Linked DNA regions of Mus musculus: all the other regions are linked to region 1. The links are chromatin contacts, called in public ChIA-PET and HiChIP or PLAC-seq maps. All regions are on one chromosome and are shown on one strand. Each heading gives the region's core, a stretch centred on a gene start, on an enhancer-like site or on the middle of the called end of the contact. The rest is flanking DNA. Distances are from core to core; before and after follow the strand shown. Region 1 overlaps Gm39849 (a long non-coding RNA gene). Region 2 has its middle 62 kb from the start of Gm39850. Region 3 has its middle 13 kb from the start of Gm39850.

Region 1 (3,769 bases), core at 479-2,978:
AAAAATCAGTGATTTCTTTTATGTTTCCTTCCCACTACAGACTTTTTACAAATGTGAAACTATTTAAAATCACCGTAGGTCAGTCTCAAATGCCTGGTGTTGGTTAAATAAAATGTGCACTTCAGAAGCACAGCAGGTTTTGTATTTTATCTAACTTAGCTCTTTTCTCTATCTGCATTTTGGAAGTTGGAATCCATAACTTTGGCATACATTCCTTCAGTGAAGAATGGCATGCCAGTCAGCCACAGACTGCATATAACAGAGTGGTTCCATAGGATTATAGTGATCTGAAAAAAACGTCCTATTGCTTGGTGACACAGTATCTGTACCAAGGTCAGAGTGAAACTGGGTACTCGTGTTTGTGGTGAACCTGTTATCAGCAAATCTTCTATGGTGCCAGCCTTGGGGAGCAGAACACATTGATCCTGTGCAGTCCACAGTCCTTGACAATAACTAAGCAATGCTATGGGTTTTGTATTCACCACGCAGTGTTTTTGTCCTAATTAGAAGCATTTGTCAAGTTATAAAACATTCAGTTGTAAAACCTATGCTTGGCTGGATGAGCCACTCAGCAGGAGAATGTTTCCCAGCATGCACAAGGCCCCGGGGTTTGATCCCCAACACTACAGAACCCCAAACTACCCTCTTCCCCCAATCAATCAAAATCAGCAACAACAAGAATCCCATATTTGGTCTTATTGGGCAGGCGACTCGGTGTCTTACGGTTATAAAGTCTCAAGATTAAGTCATTTCCTCCTGTGCTTGATCTGTTCACACCAACCTTTTTCTCTCATCTCAATATGTAATAGGTTTTATGAATTTATTTTTTTTCCAGCCAACCAAGCAATCTATCTTCCTGTAGAAACTGTGATGGTTTGACTTATGCTTGACCCAGGGCGTGGCACTATTAGGAGGTGTGTGGCTTTGTTGGTGGAAGTGTGTCACTGCGTGGGTGGGTATGAGACGCTCCTCCTAGCCATGTAGGAGCCAGTTTTCTTCAAGTGGCCTTCAGCTGATGTAGAACTCTCAGTTCTTCCTGCACCATACCTGTCTGGATGCTGCCATGCTCCCACCTTGATAATGGACTAAACCTCTGAAATTGTAAGCAGCCCAATTAAATCCCACAAGGCAAGGCCCCAATTCCAACTAGGACACGTGGCCTGTAGAACCCACTTTAGTTAATCAATAAGGAATTTTGTATCTGGGGATTATAGCATAGACACATAGTCCAAGCACGCAGAAGACAAAGACAGAAAGATCATTGCAAGTTTGAGGCCAGTTAGCATATGACCCTCTTTCAAAACATAACAATAAGAAGCAAAACTAGCTGGTCATGGTTGTGGATGCTTTGAATCCTCTCACTCAGCAGGTAGATCTCTATGAGTTTGGGTCTATATAGTGAGTTTCAGGACAGTCAGGGCTGTATAATAAAGAGACCCTGTCTCAAAAGAACAAAACAAAACAAAACAACCACTACCAACAAAAAACTACTATAGCAACAAAAAAATGGTCTTGGATACCTAATTCTGGGTTCGTTCATGCCTGTTTCAATTTTAGGTTAATAGGCCATGCGTCCTACCTATTGTAGTACACAGGTCTCAACCCCAAAGGGGCAGAATAGCCATATAAGCAGGGTCTGATGTGTTACCTGGCTTGTGTCTGAGCTCCACCACAGGAGAGCCACATGAGTGACATTTCCTGAGCCCCTCCCTACAGTGGAGGCTACAGTGGAGGCTGCAGTAGCTCCTACATTGTTGTTTGGAAGAGCTGGCATAGTACTCTTAGAACAGGGCCTCGCTTGCGGAAAGTCCCTGGTTAAAGTAAGCTGTGTGTTCCCTCAGGGGCTGTAAAACTGAGGCCAAGGGAAGTCAGTTTAGTTAACCAGGACCACCTTGCTATGAAGCAGAAGAGCTGAGCTGCAAAGCCAACTCAAAGCAGCTAAGCGCAGTACTGGTGCCGACCCGCTCCACCATTGCCCATGGGCCATACTACAGTTGTCCAGTCACTGACAGCCTGATAGTTCCCTTGGGCGGTTCTTGTCTTTCGAATGTCCTTGGCTTTGGAGAGAGACTGGTGCCCAGCTCGTCACCATAGCTACCCAGTGTCCTTGTTTAGTTTTGCTTCCTTTGTTCTCAGTGACCCATCACCCAGGCACGGGTCTTGCCCTTGGGGGCAAGCTCGCCCATAAGACCTGCAAAGCTTACAACTCACGGAACAATAACACCATTTCTGCAGAGGGAAAGGTGGCTCTTTCTCGTACAGGGATAGGCAAAGGTACAGGTATAAAGAAAGCCATTTGGGCTTGCTTCCAAAACTCAACCCAAACACACAGGCGTTAACTTATTTTTAGGTTTTGAATTGCTCGAGAACAACACTCCATTTTTCCGTAGCCGCTATTGTTCAGGTTTTACTGATGTTCATAAGGAAATATTTTGAAATACCACAAGAAAGTCTGGGCTGGGGCTGGGGGTGGGGGGAGAACAGTGAGGGAGGAATGGTGCAGAGGGAGCCCTTTCTTTTTGATGCCAGAGGGGAGATGAGGATCTTGGAAGGGAGCCGGGGCTGTCATATTTCTGGCCCATTGTAAAGCCTGAGGCGGTTTGGCTAAACATCAAAATGTGGGGGCGTTTCTTTGAATTAAGCTTTACTGCACAGAAAACTTATAGGAGGCATTCTATTATCATGAATTTTGAAAGTGTTATCTCTATTTTTCTTTTCTTTCTTTCTTTTTTAAAAAAAGTGTGTGTGTGTGTGTGTGTGTGTGTGTGTCTGAGATGGCACGTGTCTGAAGATAACTTGGTCTCCTCCCTCTTTTATGTGGGTTCCGGGCATTGCAGTCACGTTGCTGGGCATGCTCAGTGGGCACCTTTACTCACAGAAACCCACCTAGCTGGTTCTTATCTCTCTTTTCTTTTTGACTCAAGAGTTCTAGCTGGAGCAGCCAGCGTCTTGGATACAGAGAGCTTGGTTACTCACAGAGGACATCTCTGAGCTGATCTGTGTAGGATTTTTTTTTTTTAAGTTTTAACAAATTGTAGGGAGGGGCCAGGGGAAATACTCCCTATATAGAGCAGTAGACTTCTTAGTATCTTGATTCAGAGCACCCAGTCAAAAGCCAATACCAGGCACGACTCGGGGTTCTCTCGGGATGCTTCCCACTGAGAAAGGTTTCCAGAGCATGAGCTGGGCCATCACCATCTCAGTCAGAGCTTTAGTGAAATACACTGGGTAACATCATAACAGCTCTAGTTTGTTTATTTATTTACTTATTCGTTTGTTTGTTTGGTTATTTACATCTGATACAGGGTCTCACTGTGTAGCTAAGCTAGCCTCTAACTAGCAATCTTCCTGCTTCAGCCTCCTGAGAGTAAGGATTGCAAGCCTGTGCTACCATGCCTGACTACTTCATTTTTTTCTTTTTAGTTTTAGGTTTATTTACTTTATGTGTATGAATGGATGCTAACCGGTATGATATATATATATCATACCGCATGCCTACCTGGTGCCTGAGGAGGTCACTGACACTGGATCCCCTGGAACTGGAGTTACAAATGGTTGCACTAGGAATTGAACCCAGGTCCTTTTCAAGAGCAACAAGTGCTCTTAACCCCTACAGTCATCTCTTCCCACTTCAACTTTTCAAATGGGATTTCATCACTATAGCAAACAAAAGGTGACAATTTAGAATTTATTACTAAAAAACAAATAAATAAAACCCTTTCATCCAGGCAATGGTGGTACAATGCCTTTAATCCCAGCATTTGGGAGG
Region 2 (3,769 bases), core at 787-3,286, 210 kb before region 1:
GTCGTCTGCATAGAGACAAATTGAGCCTCCTGGTTAGTTTCTTGCCACCTGGGCTCCAGAGCTCTATTCCAGGAGACACTCAAGTGTGACACGCATCCCGACCAGCCTTGAGAGAGCCCAAGAAAGAACAAGGCAAAGGTTACGCTGTCTTTCATGATGTGTAGGCCTCAAAGTCGCACACCCTTTTCCAACCATCTTGTTGGCTGCACAGCCCTCAGCAGAGGCAGGACCTCCAGCACACAGGAATTACGTGGGGGTCCTCGGAGAGCATAGTCAACTGGACACAGGAACCCAGTCCTTTCTGGATTCTTGTGTTTTCTTTTGCTTTGTTTGTTTTGACAGAGTTTCTCTGTGTACCTCTGGCTGTCTTGGAACTCACTCTGTAGAGTAGGCTGGCTTTCAACTCAGAGATTCACCTGCCTTTGCCTCCCAGTGTCTAAGATTGAAAGTGTGTGTTATCACCGCCTGGATTTTCTTCATTATTTTTTATCATTCATGTCTGAATGAGTATGATCACTTAGAAGAACCTAACTCCATGGTGTTCTATGCCTGCCATTCCATCACTCCAGAGACTGTGACCACAGGAGTTCAAGACCAGTGTGTCTATGCAGTGAAAGTGTTTCTCAGCAAACAAACACTTCTGTGGAAATACTGTAGTAAGCCAAGATGCGGGTGGTTTGGTAGATGTGAGCGCAGGGTCGTGGAGCCGCGTTCCTGGCAGGCATCTCCAAGGTAGATTTTAGCATGTGAGCTCATTGACTGTCCTGAAGAGGAGCCCTCTGGATCATTCCTGCTTGTTAGGATGTCAGCCTGGGACTGGCATCACAGATTGACAGAATAACAAAGTCCTCTGCAGCCCTGAGGGACACTCTGAAACTGGAATGACTTCTCGGTTTACAACATGGGAGTTGCGACACTATAAATCAAGTCTTTTAAGCCTTGATTTAATTCTCAAGTTGGTTATTAATCATTTGCCAGCACACCAGTGATCTACTGAACGCCTGTCTTGAAGACGCGGAATGGAATATTTTCAAATATTAAATTTCTGAGAAATCCTACAATAAAGAACTTTGGGCGACTTTCTAAAATAAGCATTTCCCAAACATGACATGAACGCAAATCCCTGCCCAGAGACTGAAATCTACGAGAAACTAATATTTGATTGGAAGTGCCTTTCAACAGACTAATGGGGGATAGACCATAGGCAGCTCCTTGTTAAGGAGAATTTTCTCATCTACCCCACGGTTATGCCCAACTTCTGGGATCCCCTCCTATTCTCCCTTTCAGCACATATAGGTACTAATCAGATGCCCCCAAATCCCTGCCCATGACTCTTGCCAGGTCTGGGACCCTGGCTTGCCTCTTGAAATCTATTCAAGTCCAAGGGGGGTCTGGCTTTGGGTGAATAACCCCCTCTCCAGACCCAGGCCATACTGCTTGCTCTCCCTCAGGCCAGTGTCACCCATCCGGCCTGACCTTACATTGCAACCCTGGTCTAGGTGACCTTGCTGACTCTTTCCCCATCTCCCTGGCATTTGCCTTAGAGGCCAGCCTGAGGCTCTGCTGAACCACAGCCTCCACTCCTGTCCTCCCCACTTCCTGACCCTCCCTCCCCTTCCCTGCTTCCCTCACCTTCTTTCATCTCTCCTTTCCTTTCCTCCTCAAACTCTTTTTCCTGAATTCCTCCGAGGACTTGGGTTTGGGTGACAGAAGCCAGGGGCGAGGGTTTGCTTTGTCTCCCGCCCCTAGCAGTGCTCACTGCGCTTCTTCTTGCTTACGTGGAGAAACACACCGAGAGAGAGGTGGCGTGGTCACATCTGAAAATGCCAGTCACCCATCCTACCAACGGAATCATTTTGTGGTCCATAGTCAAATAGTTCTGCAAATGGCTTCCTAACGGCCTACTGAGAAGCCAGGTGAATGTCAAGAGGGTGGCCTTACAGCCTATAGTCTGGTGACAGAAAGGAGGACAGTGGGAGACCCTTTCGTCTGCACATTCCTATCTGCCCCACTGGAGGATGGGCGCAGGAGGCCTGGGCACAAAAGGCCTGGGCACAGCTGCTGGAAACCTCTGGGCCTGGAGTGAGAGCCTGCGGGCTTGTGGGAGGAGATGTTGCTATTTTTGGTGGCGGTTTGAACACTTTTTAAGTGAGATTGCCGGGCTCTCCACCCATTGCACTTGTTTTCTACCAGGCACCACTTTCTTGGGGCTCTTTTGAAAAACATTCAGCTCCCTACTGTGCGAGCACAAGGCTCTGAAAGCATCTTAAAGCCCATCAAAAACTTAATGCGTTGACTTTGAAGTGGGACCCAAATGCAAGGACTCCACCAGAATAAAATATCTCCCAAACCAGTTAAATAGGCTCGGCTTAATAGCCAGCCATTTCTAAATTGTTTCTTTTATATAGTGTAGCATTTACATTGGTGGTAACCATGGTAACAGATCCTAAGGACCTCCATAAGATCAGCACATTACCAGGTGCTAATTGTAAATAAGGAGACAAATAAATAGCTTATAATTTAAATGGCAGTACTTAAGAGTCCTTAGATTCTTTTTTTTTTTTTAAGATTTATTTATTCATTATATGTAATTGCACTGTAGCTGTCTTCAGACACTCCAGAAGAGGGAGTCAGATCTCGTTACAGATGGTTGTGAGCCACCATGTGGTTGCTGGGATTTGAACTCTGGACCTTTGGAAGAGCAGTCGGGTGCTCTTACCCACTGAGCCATCTCACCAGCCCTGAGTCCTTAGATTCTTAGGCTGGTCTGTACCCTCTGGCAAAATAGTGTCCTCTCATCCATACTAGCCATTTTGGCCTGTAAAGGAGACTTGTTAGTCAACATGTTATCCGTCTACTGATGAATTTAGAAGAGTAGAAAATGATAAGGCCATATACACTCTGATAAACAGAATATCCATGACAGTCACTGAAATACAGACTATCTATGTCTGATGGGGATTGGTTCTAAGGAGCCTTGTGGACACCAAGACCCATGTGTACTCAGACCCCTCGGATAAAATGACAGGAATCTGCATATACCCTGCACTTACCCTCCTGTGTATTTTAAATCATCTCTAGATTACTAGTGTCTAATATTATGCAAACACTATTGTGCTGTGTAGGGTCCACACAAGGGAGAAGCCATCTATGTGCAGTACAGAGCTAGTTTCTTACCACTAACTGCGGCCATGGATGCAGATCCCACAGCTACTGAGGACAGCTGCACAGATGTAAGGTCCCAGACCGCACTTGACCATCTTTTCACTTCTCCCTTAGGAGCCTACTTCCCTAACACTGATAGGTGGCAGTTGTCATATCTGGACTGTGTGGTCCTGGCCAGGCACTTTTTCTACCTGCTGTTCCCTTGATGCTGTTGGCATTTCTATATCATTTTTATGTTTATTCTATCCCAGTTAACTTCGTCCCAAGTGCAGACCATACATGTTGAACATGACTGCCACATTATTCTTCTAGAGATGTGGGCACAGAATGCAAAGCAGTGTGAAGGGTTATTTTTTTTTTCTTCTTCCCCTTTTTGTTTCATCTCTGAACATCTGGCTGGAGAAGTATTATCTGGAAAGCGTTAGTTTTCACTCTCTTTCAGTCACGGCGTGTCAAATGTGTTAGAAATGTCTAAGGACAAAAATGTGTCGATTCCTTGTTATTTTCCATCCATCCATCCATCATCCATCCATCCATCCATCCATCCATCCAGTCATCTATCCATCCATCCACCCATCCACACATCCATCTATCCATCCATCCA
Region 3 (3,769 bases), core at 900-3,399, 140 kb before region 1:
AGAACTGGATATTTGGCCCTTCTGTTGTTATTTTCAAGCACTGCCTCTCTGCCCTGCCACACCTTTGGCTCTTTCCACCAGTTACATCCCACACAGTGTATTGTGCCTGTTTGGGGGTTTAGTATGATAGAAACACAGTAGACTGAGAAGAAGGGAACAAAGGATACTTCTAGGCCTCTTGTGTGACACTGGCAAGCCCCTTGGCATTGCTTGGCTGTTTCCTCAACTGAGATTTAAGTGGCTTTAAACTAGACCCGCACGAACTTTCCTGGTCTCTGTCTTAAAGACTTTCCCAATGGTAGCAAGCAGTGGTGGTGCACGCCTTTAATCCCAGCACTTGGGAGGCAGAGGCAGGGGGATCTCTAAGCTCGAGGTCAGCCTGGTCTACAGAGTGAGTTCCAGGACAGCCAGGGATACACAGAGAAACCCTGTCTCGAAAAACCAAAAAGAGAGAGAGAGAGAGAGAGAGAGAGAGAGAGAGAGAGAGAGAGAGAGAGAGAGAGGGAGAGAGAGAGAGAGAGAGAGGAGAAAGGTGCCAGGTTTCTCTGGGAGTCTCTGGCAACCAGGAAAGCAGCTCCTAAATCAATATCACTAATGTAAAGTTACGTATAATGACTAGAGTCAGAAATTTCCTACACAAATCTGAAAAAGACCAAATGAGAAGACAGACTTAAAACAAAACAGAACCTAAAACCAGCACCTGGCACCTCTTGCCTATCTAGCCCGCATGGAGCCAACTCCAAAGCTCTTGTACTGCTGCCAGGCCACACCCACCTCTGAGGCTGGGCCGTCTTCCTGTTTGCTCTCTCTCCTACAGGCAGGTTCAGGCTTCTCTTTCTCTTTCAGAACAGAGCTCCCATAATCCGATGGGCGGACTCTTTCACGAAGCTCCTATATTAATAGCTGTATTTTAGTCCCTCCCAACCTCTGTCCCAGCTTGGTCTGTGCTTTATGAGACATTTCCCTGAGGTGTGTCCATGCTGCGAGACGTACACATCTGCACCAGGACACAACATGCTTGGTGCTCTGTGTCCCTCACAAAAGGCATGATGGTTTATATACCTACGTTCACAACCAAGTAAAAAGAAAAGAGAGGAAAACAGTGGGTGATAGTACCTGCCTAGTATTTCCTAACCAGGTAAATTAATAGAGCAGACCACCATCCGTTATAAGGAGTGTATTTTAAGTGCAGCGTGGGCAAGGAAATGTGGTTAGTTGTTTTCATAGAAAGTAGAAAGGCCTAGCAAGTCTAAATGATTTATAATTAATCAGTTCTCTCATCTGATAATGAGGTAAATGTGTTATATTGGAAACTGAGGTAGAAAGAAGACGGACAAGACAGACTTCCTCCTCCCCTCAGAGGCTATAATTAGGAGAGATATGATATGCATATTCCTAGCGAAAGCATTAGGGAAAGGTGAGGTGTCCCAAGGATTGCAGTGATTTCAGGAAGGAGACACTGGGTTTTGGCTGGGGAGGAGGCAGAAGCTTTGGAATCAGGCTTGGAGTGTGTGGTGGGGGTGGGGAATCCATATTTCTCATGTAACTGTTGTCTTGGCAGGTTAAGGTAAAAATCATATTCACGGGAAGGGCAGCATTATTATCTGGCTAATTCCTGCCATAGAAACATTTACATGATCTTACAAAAATCTATTCACTAATGTTTTTTTTTGGCAGCCACCAGGGCAGTCATTGTTAATTGTCACACTCTCCTTATAACCTGAGGAAACTCACAGAAAAGGAGACACACACCCTCAGTAAGCTGTGTGTTGTTCCAGGGATTCATAGATCCCTGGGCCTGTTCTTGAACTGCCCAGGGTCTGTGGTCATTATTAAGAAGCCCTGACAGCAGGCAGCCCCTAAAGTATGAAAGCGTTCACCGAGCAGGCTCAACCCTAGAGTCTTGGAGCTTATTTGCTCTGAACGTTTAACACGCCTGTGAGGTCTAATGTGTACAGCTAGTCCAAGGGCTGAGTCTGACGCTGAAGTGGTGTCATTGGCTCCTGTGCACCTCTGGGTGGACAGGGACCAGGAGACAGAGAGTGAGAGAACATGAGAGTGAGGGCTTTCGAAAAGGAGGGACATACTTGTGCAGGAAGCCATTGTTTTTCAAAGTTTCCCTGGTGACTCTGAAAACTGAGTCCCCACACCCACTGCCTCAGGATGTTATTTTCTGTGAGCCTCCTCCATCCCTCCTGCAGAGAGACTTCTGGCAAGTCCCTCAGACATGCCCAGACGCATTCTGTATGCTGGCCTGGAGCCCAGCTTCAGCCTGGGCTGCAATCCTCCTGTTCCCCTTGCATGCTGCATTAATATTGAAAGTGGATGGCAACTTGAGGTCCCCGGCAAGGGAATGAAGGCAGCTGACATGCTCAAGGAAATATGTCTGTAATGCAGTTTTACCGAGCCAGATCTGGGCCGGGGCCTTCTGCAGTCGGTCAGGGGTGCAACCTGGGGTTCCTGGAGGAATGTTAGAGTGTTTCTAATTTGTTGCTTTAGAATTAGACCCACTTCTAGGACAATGTACTAAGTGACACAAGTCAGGCATAGAAAGAGAACTACTGTGTGATCTCACATGTAAGTGAGGATGCTGGTCAAATAGAAAGGGAAGAATGCTGGTTATTAGGGGCTGAGGCAGGAAGAGGAGGGGAGACACTGGCTAAAGTGTACAAAGTCTCGATTAGATTGATTAGATGGGTTAAGTTAAGGCTCACTGTACAGTACGGTGACTTATTAATAACAAGGACTGCTTACTTGAAGATTGCCAAGACAGTAGATTTCAACATTTTTTTTTAAGACAGGGTTTCTCTGTGTAGCCCTGGCTATCCTAGAACTCACTCTGTAGACCAGGCTGGCCTTGAACTCAGAAATCCACCTGCCTCTGCCTCCCGAGTGCTGGGATTAAAGGCGTGCACCACCACTGCCAGGCTCAACATTTTTTTTTTTTCCGAGACAGGGTTTCTCTGTATAGCTCTGGCTGTCCTGGAACTCACTTTGTAGACCAGGCTGGCCTCGAACTCAGAAATCCGCCTGCCTCTGCCTCCCGAGTGCTGGGATTAAAGGCGTGTGCCACCACGCCCAGCTTCAACATTTTTTATTACATTAGAAAAAACTAATCTGGGGCCTGGTGAGATGGCTCAGCCGGTAAGAGCACTGACTGCTCTTCAGGAGGTCCTGAATTCAAATCCCAGCAACCACATTGTGGCTCATGACCATCCGTAGTGACATATGACACCCTCTTCTAAAGACAGCTACAATGTACTTACATATAATAAACAAATTCTTTTTAAAAAAAGAAAAAAGAAAAAACTAATCTATGTGTGTGTGTGTCCTTCACTTCTTCCACCATGCTGGGGTTCGGGGGGGAGGAGGGCTTAGCTCATTAGTCTTAGCAACAAGTACCTTTCTCCACTGAACCATCTTGCCAGTTCTATGTCTTAATATTTTAAGTGTTCTTAGTTACTTAAAAAAGGATAAATATATAAGGTAATACATATGTTAGTTTATTTACTCATTATCATACCATGATATATACATATTTCAAAACATGATGGTATACACCATTAGTATATACATTTTGATCAGTTTGTGTTTCTTCTTTTTTTTTTTTTTAGGTATTTTCCTCGTTTACATGCCACATTTTTTTTTTTTTTTTTTTTTTTTTTTTTGTGACAGGATCTCTCAATGAATCTGGAGCTTGCTGTTTTGGTTAAACTGGCTGGCTAGAACATTCTGGAATCCAGTTCTTCTGTCATGCTGGGGTTGCACG

Evidence for each region. ChIA-PET counts read pairs in DNA pulled down with a chosen protein or histone mark. HiChIP or PLAC-seq counts read pairs in DNA pulled down with a chosen protein or histone mark.
Region 2: an RNA polymerase II ChIA-PET map of memory CD8 T cells shows a contact between it and region 1, with 26 read pairs. The contact joins two enhancer-like sites. A contact is called at or near these places in 4 of 484 Hi-C or Micro-C datasets (embryonic stem cells and myeloid progenitors), 1 of 115 datasets of contacts at active chromatin or transcription factors (memory CD8 T cells) and 1 of 9 other capture datasets (embryonic stem cells).
Region 3: a contact with region 1 is called in an H3K27ac HiChIP or PLAC-seq map of regulatory T cells, with 2.2 times the contacts expected there. The contact joins two enhancer-like sites. A contact is called at or near these places in 1 of 39 promoter capture datasets (liver) and 5 of 115 datasets of contacts at active chromatin or transcription factors (CD8 T cells, embryonic stem cells, memory CD8 T cells and 2 more).

Annotation. Positions count from the first base shown.
Region 1 is chr2:72,854,525-72,858,293 of GRCm38.p6, reverse strand. All of the region lies in intron 1 of Gm39849 (a long non-coding RNA gene), which reads left to right. Among named protein-coding and RNA genes, the nearest start is that of Gm39849, 5.4 kb to the left of the region's middle. Within about 2 kb of position 1,728, at least 41 of the 459 cell types and tissues checked have an H3K27ac peak or open chromatin away from gene starts, as enhancers often do. A contact at or near this core is called in CD8 T cells, memory CD8 T cells and regulatory T cells, where this site is marked.
Region 2 is chr2:73,069,133-73,072,901 of GRCm38.p6, reverse strand. No RefSeq gene overlaps it. Among named protein-coding and RNA genes, the nearest start is that of Gm39850, 62 kb to the right of the region's middle. Within about 2 kb of position 2,036, at least 20 of the 459 cell types and tissues checked have an H3K27ac peak or open chromatin away from gene starts, as enhancers often do. A contact at or near this core is called in memory CD8 T cells, where this site is marked.
Region 3 is chr2:72,994,226-72,997,994 of GRCm38.p6, reverse strand. No RefSeq gene overlaps it. Among named protein-coding and RNA genes, the nearest start is that of Gm39850, 13 kb to the left of the region's middle. Within about 2 kb of position 2,149, at least 221 of the 459 cell types and tissues checked have an H3K27ac peak or open chromatin away from gene starts, as enhancers often do. A contact at or near this core is called in CD8 T cells, memory CD8 T cells and regulatory T cells, where this site is marked.